3 separate regions of the Hordeum vulgare genome follow, and regions 1 and 2 are each linked to region 3. A link is a contact called in public Hi-C and HiChIP or PLAC-seq data. All regions are on one chromosome and are shown on one strand. The core of a region is the stretch at or near the end of the contact, and the rest is flanking DNA. Distances in the headings are between cores, read along the strand shown. Region 1 holds the start of LOC123449296 (protein OBERON 4-like). Region 2 holds the start of LOC123449304 (zinc finger protein 8-like). Region 3 holds the start of LOC123449301 (probable glucan 1,3-alpha-glucosidase).

Region 1 (4,221 bases), core at 888-3,387, 480 kb before region 3:
TCACAACCATACCTCTCGAGCCCCCCTTCCACTGGTTGGGATGCGATAGATTCAGTTGTTTCATCAACCTTCTTGTCTCCAACATTTCCTATTTCAGTTTCTTTAATTTCTTGAGACTCTTGGCAGAGAGAAGTCATGACATCTTCCTGGAGCATAGTGGATGAGCTACTCTTTCCAGCTATGTCAAGCACATTGGCAGTTAGTTCTTTCGTGGTTACTGTCTCATGCATTGCTTCCCCCAGCATAACGGATGAATTGCTATCTCCTAGCAAATTAACGGTGTTGGCAGTTAGCAGTGTGCCATCTTCATGCACCGCTTCCTTCAGCATACTGAAAGAACTGACCTCTTTCGGCGCATCTGTGATATCGGCAGCTACATCTACATATTTCACTTCCTCCTGCATCGCCCCCTGCAGGATACTGGATGAAATGCAATTTCCAACACCGCCATCTGCATTGATGTTTCCATCTGTTGCTTCTTTAGGAAGAACTTTGTGCAGCGTAGTCGATGAACTGCCAATCCAAACAATATCATCATCACTAGCAGTCTCACCTAATGCCATTACAGCCTCCTGCAGTGATTCTTTCTGTATGCTCGATGAAGTGCCCTTCCCAACATCATCGACAGCAATGGCAGTTTCAACTTGTGGTGTCACTTCTTCCATGCTAACCTCCTTCAGGATACCAGACGAAGTGCTCTGCCCACCCACATCAGCAGCATTGACACAATCTTGTCGTGTAACGGAGGAAGTGCTCTGTCCACCTTGATCAATGGCACTGGCAGCTTCATCTCCTCCACACACTTTCTCTGTGACATCCGATGCTGATTTCTCATGCTGTCTATTTGTTACTTTCTCTGTGACATCCGGTGCTGATTTCTCATGCTGTGTATTTGTTACTTTCTCTGTGACATCCGATGCTGCTGATTTCTCATGCTGTGTATTCGTTACTTTCTCTGTGACATCCGATGCTGCTGATTTCTCATGCTGAGTATTTGCTGCTTTCCCTGTGACATCCGATGCTGATTTCTCATGCTGTGCGTTTGTTACTTTCCCTGTGACATCCAATGCTGATTTCTCATGCTGTGTGTTTGTTGCTTTCCCTGCTTCTGCAACAGCATCATCCCTGATCTTCCCTTTCTCCTTCCCCAAGTTGTCAGCAGCCTGAGTTCTCACATCCACTCTTAGTCTCGGCCCAGGAGAATCCACTTTCTTCAACTCGCATCTCTTACTAGTTCCCTTGTCATCAGCACGGCCTGAGTCAACCCACTTCTGATGCTCCGCGGTGGCAGGCGGATGCGGAGGCGGGGCTTTGGTGTCCGGATCTGGCGCAAGTTCCCCTTCCTCGATCTCACCGGCGGCGCAGTTGTGCTTCCTCAACTTGTCCCCCTTGGGACCATCGATCCTCCTCCTGGGCTCACTGGGAGACCGGCGAGGGGGCGTCGGCGGCGACGGCGCCTGCCGCCTGGTCGCAGACTTGTGGCCGTCCAAGCCGTGCGGATCCCTCCAGGGGCCACCGGGACGCCGCCACGCCGAGCCGCTGCCGCTCGCATCCCAACGCGACCGGTCGCGGTCGGCGCGGAAGCCCTTGGGGAACTCGCGGCGGAAGCCGGAGAAGCTCTCGGAGCGGTGCATCGCCCGGTCCCCTCCATAGCCCCGCGGCGATGGGGAGTCCCGGTAGCGGTGGTCGTAGAACCTGCCGCCGAAGCCGCCCCGGCGGTCGAACTCGTCGCTCTCGTACTCGGCGGGGCGGCGGCGCGGCGGCGGCGGGGACGGCGGGCCCCCGCGGTCGTAGAACCTCCGCCTGTCGCCGTCCGGGTCGTCGTCGTCGACGTAGGACGACCGCTGGCGCTTCATGCCAGATCGGCCGCGCCGAGGAAGGGTGTGGGGTGGGGTGGGGCTGCCGCCGAGGAGAGATAAGGAAGTAGCGGGCGAGAGCGTACGGGCAAATGCTCGCGTCGCCTCGGCTTGCTTCCGGCTCCCTCTCCCTCCCTCCCTCCTCTGGCTCTGGCTCGCTCGCTCCCGGCCACTCCCCTCACCTCCTAGTCGCGGTCAACGGGCGTCACCCAGATTTGGACCCGGGTCTCAGAGTCGGCCGCGCTTCGTCTCTCTCTCTCTCTTTTTTACCGCCGACGGAGAGCGGTGCTGCTGGCCCGCCCGTGGGCTCTGACGCGCGGGGGTCGCTCGGCCGGGGCCCGCCTTCGTAGATGGCGTGGCGCAGCGGATCCGGCGCCGAACAGGGGACGCGGGGCCGGGCGCCGTGGCGCGGTGGCGCGTGGCGGAGCGGGGAGAATGGCGATGGTGGAGTCGCGGTGGTGGATGTGGTGGGGTTGGTGGCGAGCTGGGGATGCGGCTGGGGCGATGGGTCGTGTCGTGGAGGGAGGCCTCGGGTGGCGTGTGCTGCGGTGCGGTGGTCTGATCTGATGTGTGTGTGAGCCAGAAAGGTCAGCTTTTGACTGGCGTTTGCGTGCAGACGAGATAGCATGGGCATCACCTCCGCCCTTGTGTGACTTGCCCCGTCGACCCCACGATTTTTCTCTCTCCAGATTCCGGTGGAGTGGAGTGGAGTGGAGCCGGTCAGCCAAGTGGAGCCCTGCCACAGACTTCGAAAGAAAAAAATGGAGTTTGCCGCGATGTTGCGTGCTTCTCCCTCCTTTGCGGCCAACAGATTCCTGGATTTAAAACGGGTTCCCTGGTTTTTTTTTCCTTCTTTTTCAAGACGAGATGAGAGGGACTGCGGAGACCGGAGGCGCTTGTCAATTGCTTGACGAGAACAACAAGCCACCTGTTTTTCCTCCGCCTCGGCGAGTAGAAGCTGACTACTCCTCCACTAATTTATGTTCCAAAGTTTGCTTGCATTACAGGTTCTCTGTTTTTCTTTAATTAAAACACTGGTAATATTAGGAAATCACGAGTGGATGTTGAATATGTAAGAACATATACAGTTGGACCCTCAAATCCGTCTCAAACACCGGGCTAGGCTTCCCGGTAACTCACTCGTCATAAAAATTCGATTTAGTCGGACCCTTCAAACGGGCCTCAAATGTTCGGGCTCACAGACATCTTTCATATCCAACCCAAATATGGGGTGGGTATACGGGATCCTGGCACGTCCATCATGTCGGTCTGATGACGTGGCCCCATGCGGACTCGTTCGAATTCCCGACCATCCGACGGGCACCTCCACCATCGACGCGTTGCGAACGCCACGTGGCGCCACTTCGGCTCACCATCCTTATCCATAGCCGGCTATTTAAGCCGGCCAGCGTCCCCCAACCCTAGCACATCCCCCTTCCTCCCTTCCATCGTCGTCACCCGAGCCCGTCAGCCATGCCCCCACGCCGCCGCCACTACATGATCTAGCAGTGTCTGTGGCTCCTTGCGCAGGTCCGGATCCGGAGGGCCGCGGGGCTACCTGTGGATCCGGAGGAGGATTTTGAGGAGGCCGAGGGGGTGAAGGTGGAAGATGAGGAGGAGGTGGGGATGGACGAGGGCGAGGAGCAGGAGTCATCGTGGTTTTGTCACGACAGATGTCCTCGTGAAAGACTTAGTGATGGAACCATCGCAACTATGTGGTGACTCAAAGGGGTTGATCGGAAAACGGGAGACGCTGTTTACCCAGGTTGGCACCTCCGATTGAGGTAAAAGCATACGTCCTGCTTTGTGTATATTGTTGTGGGAATCGATTACAAGGGTGCGGATTCGTCTGACCTGGCTCTCGATTGATATTAACTTAACGCCTCAACCCTAGAGACTCGCCTTTATATATAGGTCGAGGCTCTAGGTTTACAAGAGTCCGGCTCTCCTTACAATTCGTAGGCCAGCCTATCTCTAACTCGCCTTGTCTCCTACGTAAGGAAGCTTCTGGCGTCTCTTTCCTTACGTGGATCGTAAGTCGCCTTCTCTGAATCTTGGGCCAACCATCTCTTCACAGCCCATCTTGTTCATCGAGGTAGAGCCGCCATTATCCTGACCCGGCCTTATAAGGCGGGTCTTATAACGGGATAATATCTCCAACATTAGGCCTCAGATTGACTTGAATTTATTCACGTCAATAAACCTCTCTTTTAATTATTGGCGGCTCACTTGAATCGCCATTTTACTTCCAACGGAAACATTGCCGGCTTGTGAACTTTTTCTGATTTTCCGCCACGTGGAATGATGATGTCATTTACTCCGCCATACCAAGGATCTTCATGACGTCACCCAACGGCTCCTTTCG
Region 2 (4,375 bases), core at 1,107-3,606, 270 kb after region 3:
ACTTGCTAATTTCTTGTTGTGTAACATGCACAGAAAAAAATGTTTAGAAACTTCCTCTGGAAACTTTTCAGGTTCATATGATGTTTGTGCGGAAACGGTCGTAAAAGTGTGGAGAATGCCCCTTGTAAATTCTAGTTTCTTGCCTATTTCTTCAGAGCATATGGTGGCAGCACACCGTATATAAGCATGCACACGCAGAAGATTTAGTCCCCACTTCGTTGAATTTATCATTATAGAGGAGGCCCCGCGTCTTAATGATCAAGTTGCTGTTTTGGTAGGAACACATGTAACGCCGCAGTTAAAAGTCAGTACACCCACATGTACTGCGCACATGCATGCACGAGAGCCGTCGTTAAAGAGGAATAATGAGCAACATTTCCGAAAGAAAGCGAGCGAGAGTAATGAGCAAATTCGCACAGGCAGCAGCCTTTGATCTTGCTAACAAAACTGACAAGATCCAATTTTCTCCTATGCCATATGACCCACCACCACTTTCAAAACAGCAAGGCTTATTGGTAGAGGTTGAACAAGGATGGTGGCGTCTTCTGTGAAGACGAAAGGAAGGTCCCCTTCTGATTAGCACAAGTAGCTGGTTATCAAGTGCTGGAAATGCTAGCTGCTGGTGAGATCTAGACCCGTAACCAACCACTAGGATTTGTATGTATTTGGTTCTGGTCAAGAGAGCCGTAATCAATCAATTTAATTAGCGACCATGCATTCTGTCTGTCTGTCTGAATCATTTGGTACGACTAGCTAGCCACCAGTACGACGCACAGCATAATTCGGTTCGCGAAATTCTGGACCTAGTGACCCTCTGCTGCTAGATCTTGAATTTATACACGCAACAACTGGTTCCACATTCACACTGCCATGCCGTGAACAGCTTTAAAATTTCCACGTAAACAAGGCGTGAGTACTCGGTCCTACGTACGTACACATATAAACACGTATGTACCAACTTGCATGTCCTAACCAACAGCCACACATTCTTCAAGTGCTCCTGATAAATACTCCAAGTTCTTGGGCCACTACTTCAAGTTCTAGTCTGATGCATGGCAAATAGCACATGAAATTAAACCATCTTTTCCGACAACAGAGGAATGATCTCCCGCGGCCTACGCACACAACAAATCAAACTATGTATCGTCATTTGTGCTACAGTGCTGGTCACACAGCTTATAACTAACGATGACCAATCATTATGTGGCTTCGTTTACAGCTGATGCCGAGTGTTATTCTTCTCTAGTCTTGGAAAGACACTAACGATCTCCAGCAGTGGCATGCATGATATCTTGATATGGACACAGGATCTATGCATGAGAGAAAAGCACCTGGGTGATCTTTTAACGGAGGATGTTATGCTTCATAAAAACAAAGCTTGTTGTCTGTTGATGAGAGGAGCACACCTTTCCATGTGATAGCACCCACATTGGCGCAGCAGAATCCCCATCGCCCTGGAACGTGGCTGCCCGGCCGGCCGGAGAAACAGCCATCTGCCTTTTCTTCCACCCTGTGGAACACATACGTGCTCGGTTTGTTTAATGACAATATATCCGTGTGACTATAGTTTAAGCATATTGCATGAAGTACAGTGATCAAGAAGTACGGACCCCCAGAGGCATTGAACCAGCGTGGAATGGAGAATAGCAAGGGAGGGGTCAGGGAAATTATGCAAAAAATTGGGAAATAATGTCAGGGGGATGATGGTAGAGAGAAAAAATCGCCAGGTTTTATATCTAGGAGGTGTGAAAGTTTCAGAAAGGCGCTGCAAATGACCTTTGTTTTGCTGTATCTATACGCACGCCACAAATGATACCAATCTTACAATGGCACCACATATAGATGTGCCCAGTAATGACTCAATGGCAATGCTAAACCATCTGTGATGATGTGGTCTAGTTTCCTGTACTATTGTTTTCTCTTTATTTCCCCTCCATGTCATCTTTAGTCCTATGATACCACCTATAAATACCTCTGACGTCACATCATTGTTTGTGTCCTCAGAGAAAAAGCTATTGTAAAAATTTTATTCTTGGATCATCCAATGAGGCCAGGCTCCCGCAAATCATGCATGTGTCCGCTATCTCAGGTGGCCTCCCTTTAATTGTAGGGACTAAAAACACAAAGTGAGTGCTGAGTAGCTTCATTATAGCAAAAGAACAAAGCAGGGCCTATAGCATGATGAACCTAGCTATACACGCACCGTCTAGTTGCATGTATTAGATGAATATATATTCCGTGGTAAGTACATATTCCCTCCGTTCCTAATATAAGTCTTTCTAGAGATTTCATTAGGGGACTGCATACGGAGCAAAATGAGTGAATCTACACTTTAAAGTATGTCTATATACATCCATATGTAATCCTCTAGTAAAACCTCTAAAAAGAATATAGGAACGGAGGGGATAGCTTGGTAGGTGAACAAGGCAACATGATTCCTGCATGGTTAGTCATGCAGTTCCCGCTTAACAATAACAACAACCTAACTAGCTAGGATAATTGAGGGGGTATAGTTAGTTAGCTTTTGAGATGCATGAATAGCAGTGGTAACAGGAGTAGGGAGATATTTTAGGACGCTCCCATATAAGGTATAGCTTAAGAATAGAGAAAGCAAACAAGATAAGAAACTAAGACAGCAGCAGAGTATAGTCTTTTTTTGGAGGTGGTCGAGAGAAATCGATCAGTCACGCAGCTGCAGCTGTGCTAGCGTAGCCACAAGGAGGCTGCCACCGCTAGATCTGCACGACAGGACCACTTCCAAACACAAGCCTGCAGCTCCAGATGTAAAGAAGCCAACAGCTATAAAGAGCCCCCATAAAACAGCCAGTACCACCCCCACATAGCTGCTATATAGAGCGACAGGCCCACGCTCAGAGCTTGTCACGTACTCACTGATGCCTACACATGCATGAAAGCCAGAGAAATGAAGAAAGCAAAGAAAAAGAGAGAGGAGAGAGAGAGAGAGAGAGCTCTCGTGAGAGTGAGGGAGTGAGAGAGATGGTTTTCCTCAGTCTCAGTGACAGGTACTTGTTTGTTATGTGGGAGAGCCCAAAAGCCTCCTAGTGCAGTGCAGTAGTACTTGCCAGAGCTTATTGTGTACTATGGGCTCCCCCAAGGCCCCAGCCCTTCCCCAAGAATTTACTACTGTACTACGGCATCGCCAAGGCATGGATGGACGATGCATGTATCCACATCTCCCCTCTCCCATCTAGCAGGACGCCCCCACCTCCCCCTAACTAACCACGCACGATAGTAAGGTGACAATTACCCTGCCCCATCCGTCGGCACCCCATTCCTCTCACCAAGCATGCGATGCGAAACCTATCGCTTCTATACATTTGGCACTCCTCCTTTGAGAGACATGAGCGCCAGACCTTCTTCTTGCCCTTTCTATTCCCTACTACCTTCTCTCTCTCCCTGGCTCTCCTCTCATGCCCCCGCCGGCCCCCTCCTTAACTCCATGACATTCAGGGCCGGGGTTCCTCTTCTTCCCAACAGCTACTCACTGCTGATGCCGCTAGACTAGCAGCTGAGCGTGAGATATTGTTTTCTACTTCCAAGGAGCTGTTAGATAGCCTAGGAAATTCTGCAGCTTTCTCGATCCACCTGGTTCTGGTTGCATGGGCGGTGACGGAGGTGGTGAAGGCGGTATCGGTGGTGGCGCGGCGAGCATGCGGGAGCCTCATGACTTTGGCAACGTTGCGTCCTTCTCCGAATTGCCATTCCTGCGCTCCGGTGCTCCTCAGCGAGAAAGCCCCAACTCTGGCATCCGCCTCTTCGGCATTGACGTCCCGCATGCATCACCTGAGGGCAGAATTAAAGAAGACGCCGCTACCAGCAGCGCGACCCCTTCAGCCACCAAGCAGAGCAGCGGTGGCGCTGCCATCACCGCTGCAAGCGCCGCCCCTGACAGCAACCGCAAGTTCGAGTGCCACTACTGCTGCAGGCACTTCCCGACGTCGCAGGCGCTCGGGGGACACCAGAACGCACACAAGCGCGAGCGGCAACACGCGAAGCGGGTGCAGATGCAGTCGGCGATGGCCGCGGCAGCGGCGGCTGCTGGCAGCGCGCACCACCACCACCATCTCCTTGGCTACCCGCAGCACCGCTTCGGCACGACATTGTACCCGTCATGGGCCACGGTGAGTAGTGGTGTCTCCTACGGACACCAGCAGTTCTACAGAGGGATCGGGTCGGTCGGTCAGCCGATCAATGGGAACCCTCTGCCTGGGGCGCTGTGGAGGGGGCCGATGGCTGCGCATGGCAACACAGGCATGCCGTTGGCTGGAGAGCGGCGGACAGTCACGCTGCCCATGTTCAGAGGAGAAGAGCAGAAAGCTTCGGCTTCTCTCGGGGCGGCCTCCCCCTCCTCCTC
Region 3 (4,568 bases), core at 419-2,918:
AGACAAATTGCAATTCAGCGACATACCTCAGGGCCGTTGAAGACTGATGGTTCATTCATGTCATTCCAAATGTACAGTGTTGGAGTTGATCCCTTGTAGTTTTGATAGGAGAACTTGTCAGCCCACCAGTCCCGTATCTCAGGGTTCAACATGTCGGGATATGATGATGACCCAGGCCAGCACCATCCATCGTAGTCCTTCCCGCTTGCATCTTTCACATAGTAACCTTTGGCGGTAGCTTCCTCGTGGAGGTAGTATCCACTGTCCCTCTTCATATGTGGGTCTACAATCGTTACCATCTTCCTCCCCTTATCTGCTATTTTCCGCTGCATCTCCTCTGGGTTCGGGAATGTGGAACGATCCCATGTGAAATATCGCTTGCCATCAGTGTGCTCAATGTCAAGCCAGAGCACGTCATATGGAATATCATGCTCATCAAACCCAGCATCCACTCCACCAACATCCTCCTCATCCCGATAGTTCCACCGGCACTGATGATATGCCACTGCAAACTGCTGCGGCATGGAAGGCGTACCTGTAACACTAATGTACTGCTTGATCACATCCTTGGGCTTGGAACCGACAAAGAAGAACGCATCAACGACACCAGCCTCAGCCATCCACAGCGTGTCAATTCTCCCGTTCTCCGACGATGCTGCGCCATCCCACCCTGGTGCAAGCACATCAATCTGCATCTCCGCGGCATTAAGCCAGAAGAATCCTGAAGATGCACTTGCACCATGTGCAATCATGAAGGGGATCGACCCATACAGCCCAAAGGGCGAGTCGTGGAGGTACTCGAACACATCGAGGTTGAAGAGGCGGTAAGGTTCGGACTCCTCAACCCCCGGGCCGCGTGTGGGGCGGAGGGCGAGCTCTGTGGAGCCGTGCTCGGGGAGGCCATACACGAAGTCGGCGCCATAGAAGGAGACGTCAAAGGTAATGGACTGCGGGCCGCGGGGGCGCGTGTCCGTGTGGCTCCTGAACTGCTCCTCCCAGGTCTCGCCCTCGGGCTTGGACTCCTGCAGCGGCTCGAAGTCGAAGAGGCCGTGGGAGTTGAAGGAGAGCACGGGGTCGCCCGAGCCAGCTCGGCGGACGGTCAGCTCGAAGGGATCGTGCTTGACGACGACGTCGAGGTCGGAGGAGAGCGCGACGGTGGAGACGCTGCCGACGGTCTTGGGTTTGGAGAGGTGGAGCGCGCGGGAGTCGACATCGGGGAGGAGGACGTCGGGGACGTGGAAGCGGCGGCTGGGCGGGGTGTTGGCCGAGTAGTCCTCGTCGATCTGGAGGCGGAGGGCGTGCGGGGGCAGCGCGGAGAGGCGGAGGAGGAGCGGGCGGGGGCGGGAGGGGTGGGAGAGCTCGGCGGTGAGGGAGCCCTCGGGGGAGACGGCGAGGGAGCCGGCGACTAGGGAGAGCGGCGCGTCGAGAGAGTGCGGGGCGCGGGTGCGGGCGCGCTTGCAGAAGGGGGTCTGGTTGCAGTTGCGGAACTCGTCCTTCTTCCAGGCGAGCGCGGCGGGGGAGGCGAGCAGGAGGAGGAGGGCGAGGCGGAGGACGCGCGGCAGCGGCGGGGGATCCATGGCCGCGGCGTCGGATCTGGTCTGGGACTGTGGAGCAGCGAACTGCCTCTGCACCTTGCTCCCTCGGCCGGAGTCTTTGCACGACTGGGGATGCCTCGCCGTTCGTCGATGGGCCAGTCGTCGTATTGGGAGCTAGCAGGCCTTCACATGCCATTCGGAGCTCCCGTAGTAGGCCTGCAAGAAGGTCCTTAAGCCTGTATCGCACATTTGGGCCGCCCAGCTGCAGGTCATTCCTTCTCGTGGAGCAGAAGAAAAAAAGAAGGCGGCGTCATCTGACTGCAGCGGGCTAAAAGAACATCTCTTCTCAACCGTCAGATGTGAAAATACGTGATCATCTGATCTTTACACAGTAGATGAGTATAACTAGATTATACCCAACGCGTTGCGACGGAAAAGTAAGCTAATAAAAATGTCGATGTGGATGACAAACGTATGCTTACTGAAAAAGACTTACAGAAATAGCTTAACTACAACTGTTGTGCTGGTGTAGTAACAAATATGAACTACATCTGACATGTTCCATATAACACCATTCATGATGATTATATCATATATTGCGTGAAAAAAGGTGATGGTTGGCAGACCCGGTTGTATGAAGATCCGGCTGTATGAAGAAGTCTACTAATTTGCAGCATTTACGTATTCTCCATGATGTAGGGTGTATCCGCTAAAAATCATGTAACAGCCCATAAGATTTATGTAACTATACAAAATCATTTGGATATATACTAAATGGATCTCTCTATTGAAGCATATAGTACTAAGTAGCTTGTTGGTGTTACAATATTTTGTTTGTTATCCTGTTTTCCTATCCACAGTCAAACAAAACAAATAAAGGGATTATATGGTAAATCGCGAATTCCATATAGCACTCTAAGCAGCGGCTCGAAGTCGAAGAGGCCGTGGGAGTTGAAGGAGAGCACAGAGTATCCAAAATTGACAACATTGGTACAGAAATTCAAACATATACCAAGGTATGGGTATGTATATTTTATTCTCGGTCCTTCGTGTAGAATTTTGTCTTGGTCCCGAGAAGAACCAAGTGACTCCACAATGAATATTTGTATAATTGCCAACTGAAGTTGACGTGAGAATAATACAAAACAATGTGTCCATTTATATAACATCAGTGTATAATGTACTTGTGGAATTGTGTAGACACAGAAAATCATTAAGTAAGAAACAATGTATACTATAGGAACCAACAAACCTTAAGGAGAAGTATAATAATCTTACCTCAACTCTATACTTATCTCTTGTGAGAGAATAAAATCCTTTGCGATAATAAATGGATCTTTGTTATTTTTTACATGACTCTTAAAGTTCCTAAACTACCATGTATGATGGACACTTCATTATCTTCTACTCCCTCCATAAACTAATATAAGAGCATTTAGATCACTATTTTAGTTATCTAAACACTCTTATATTAGTTTACAGAGGGAGTAGAGAACAAAAACATGTCAGCTCGACAGGTCATCGTCCGTTTTGGCTCCCTCCACTCCGCAAACCTTCAGTGGCTCAACTCGGCAAGTATTGTGCTTTTGCCAAAGAAGGAGGGGGCGGAAATGGTCGCCGACCACAGGCCCATCAGCCTCATCCACGCCGTTGCCAAGATCATAGCCTAGGTGCTCTCCATTAGACTTGGCCTGCACATGTCTCCTCTCATCTCCAACGCTTAGAGTGCTTTCATAAAAATACGGAGTATTCACGACAACTTCATTATGTCCGTAACCTTGCTCACCGCGTGCATAGGAGCAAAAAAACCTCTCTGTTGTTCAAACTGGACATTCGCAAGGCTTTCGACTCCGTCAGATGGGAGTATTTGCTGGAGCTCCTTCAAAGGAGGGGGTTTCCAAGGAAATTCAAAGACTGGATTGCATCCTTGTAGTGTACCTTCTCCTCGAGGGTACTGCTAAATGGGGTGGTCCGGCACCCCATCAAGCACGGCTGTGGGTTGAGGCAAGGGGACCCTCTTCCCCCCCCCCTCCTTTTTGTCATCACTATTGACCCACTGCAACACATCCTCGCGTGGTCACGGAAAAGGGGTTGTTACACAAGGTCAGAGGGAGGGGAGCCGTGGTGCGGACTTCTCTCTATGCGGACGAAGCGATTGTCGTCATGGCCCCGATTAAAAGAGATATTGACAACTTGGCTGCCATTCTAAGAGGCTTTGGAAATGTCATGGGACTTCGCACCAATTTCCATAAGAGTTATGTGGTCCCCATTCGATGCAATCACATTGACTCAGGGCGTGGCACCCTGGGTTTATGATACGTCTCCAAGGTAACTATAATTTTTGATTGTTCCATGCTATTATATTATCTGTTTTGAATGTTTTATATGCATTAATATGTTGTTTTATATTATTTTTGGGACTAACCTGTTAATCTAGAGCCTAGTGCCAGTTTTTGTTTTCCCATGTTTTTTAGTATTGCAGATAAGGAATATTAAACGGAGTCCAAACGGAATAAAATCTCTGAAATGATTTTTCTTGGACGAGAAGAAACCCAGAAGACTTGGAGTAGGGGGCAGGGCACCTGCGAGGAGGCCACAAGACTGTAGGGCGCGCCCCCGTGGCTTGTGGGTCCACTGCAGGTCTCCTAACCCTATTCTTCAGTCTATAAATTTCCAAATATTCCCACATCCTAAAGAGAGCCACGAAAATATTTTTTCGTTGCCGAGAGCCTTTGTTCCCGTGAGATCCAATCTGGGAGCCTTTTTTGGTAATCTGCCGGACAGGGAATTGATCACGGAGGGCATCTACATCAACCCCATTGCCCCTCCGATGATGCGTGAGTAGTTCACCACAGACCTACGGGTCCATAGCTAGTAGCTAGATGGCTTCTTCTATCTCTCTTTGACCTTCGATACCATGTTCTTCATGATCTTCATGGAGATCTATTCGATGTAATACTCTTTTGCAGTGTGTTTGTCGAGATCCGATGAAATATGAGTTTATGTTCAGATTATCTATGAATATTGTTTGAA

Evidence for each region. A called contact is a pair of places that touch in the nucleus more often than the background predicts. HiChIP or PLAC-seq counts read pairs in DNA pulled down with a chosen protein or histone mark.
Region 1: a Hi-C map of seedling shows a contact between it and region 3, with 4 times the contacts expected there. The contact joins the promoter of LOC123449296 here to the promoter of LOC123449301 in region 3. A contact is called at or near these places in 3 of 6 Hi-C or Micro-C datasets (leaf and seedling).
Region 2: an H3K4me3 HiChIP or PLAC-seq map of embryo shows a contact between it and region 3, with 4 times the contacts expected there. The contact joins the promoter of LOC123449304 here to the promoter of LOC123449301 in region 3. A contact is called at or near these places in 1 of 6 Hi-C or Micro-C datasets (seedling) and 1 of 1 datasets of contacts at active chromatin or transcription factors (embryo).

The regions. Positions count from the first base shown.
Region 1 is chr4H:530,940,321-530,944,541 of MorexV3_pseudomolecules_assembly, forward strand. LOC123449296 (protein OBERON 4-like) reads right to left here and starts at 2,138. Exons shown (of 3, transcript XM_045126454.1): 1 at 1-2,138. The coding sequence starts at 1,856.
Region 2 is chr4H:531,694,580-531,698,954 of MorexV3_pseudomolecules_assembly, forward strand. LOC123449304 (zinc finger protein 8-like) reads left to right here and starts at 2,357. Exons shown (of 1, transcript XM_045126469.1): 1 at 2,357-4,375. The coding sequence starts at 3,621. It overlaps LOC123449305 (a long non-coding RNA gene), which reads right to left. Exons shown (of 6, transcript XR_006631990.1): 5 at 1,407-1,510; 6 at 819-1,310.
Region 3 is chr4H:531,421,455-531,426,022 of MorexV3_pseudomolecules_assembly, forward strand. LOC123449301 (probable glucan 1,3-alpha-glucosidase) reads right to left here and starts at 1,669. Exons shown (of 6, transcript XM_045126462.1): 1 at 27-1,669. The coding sequence starts at 1,577.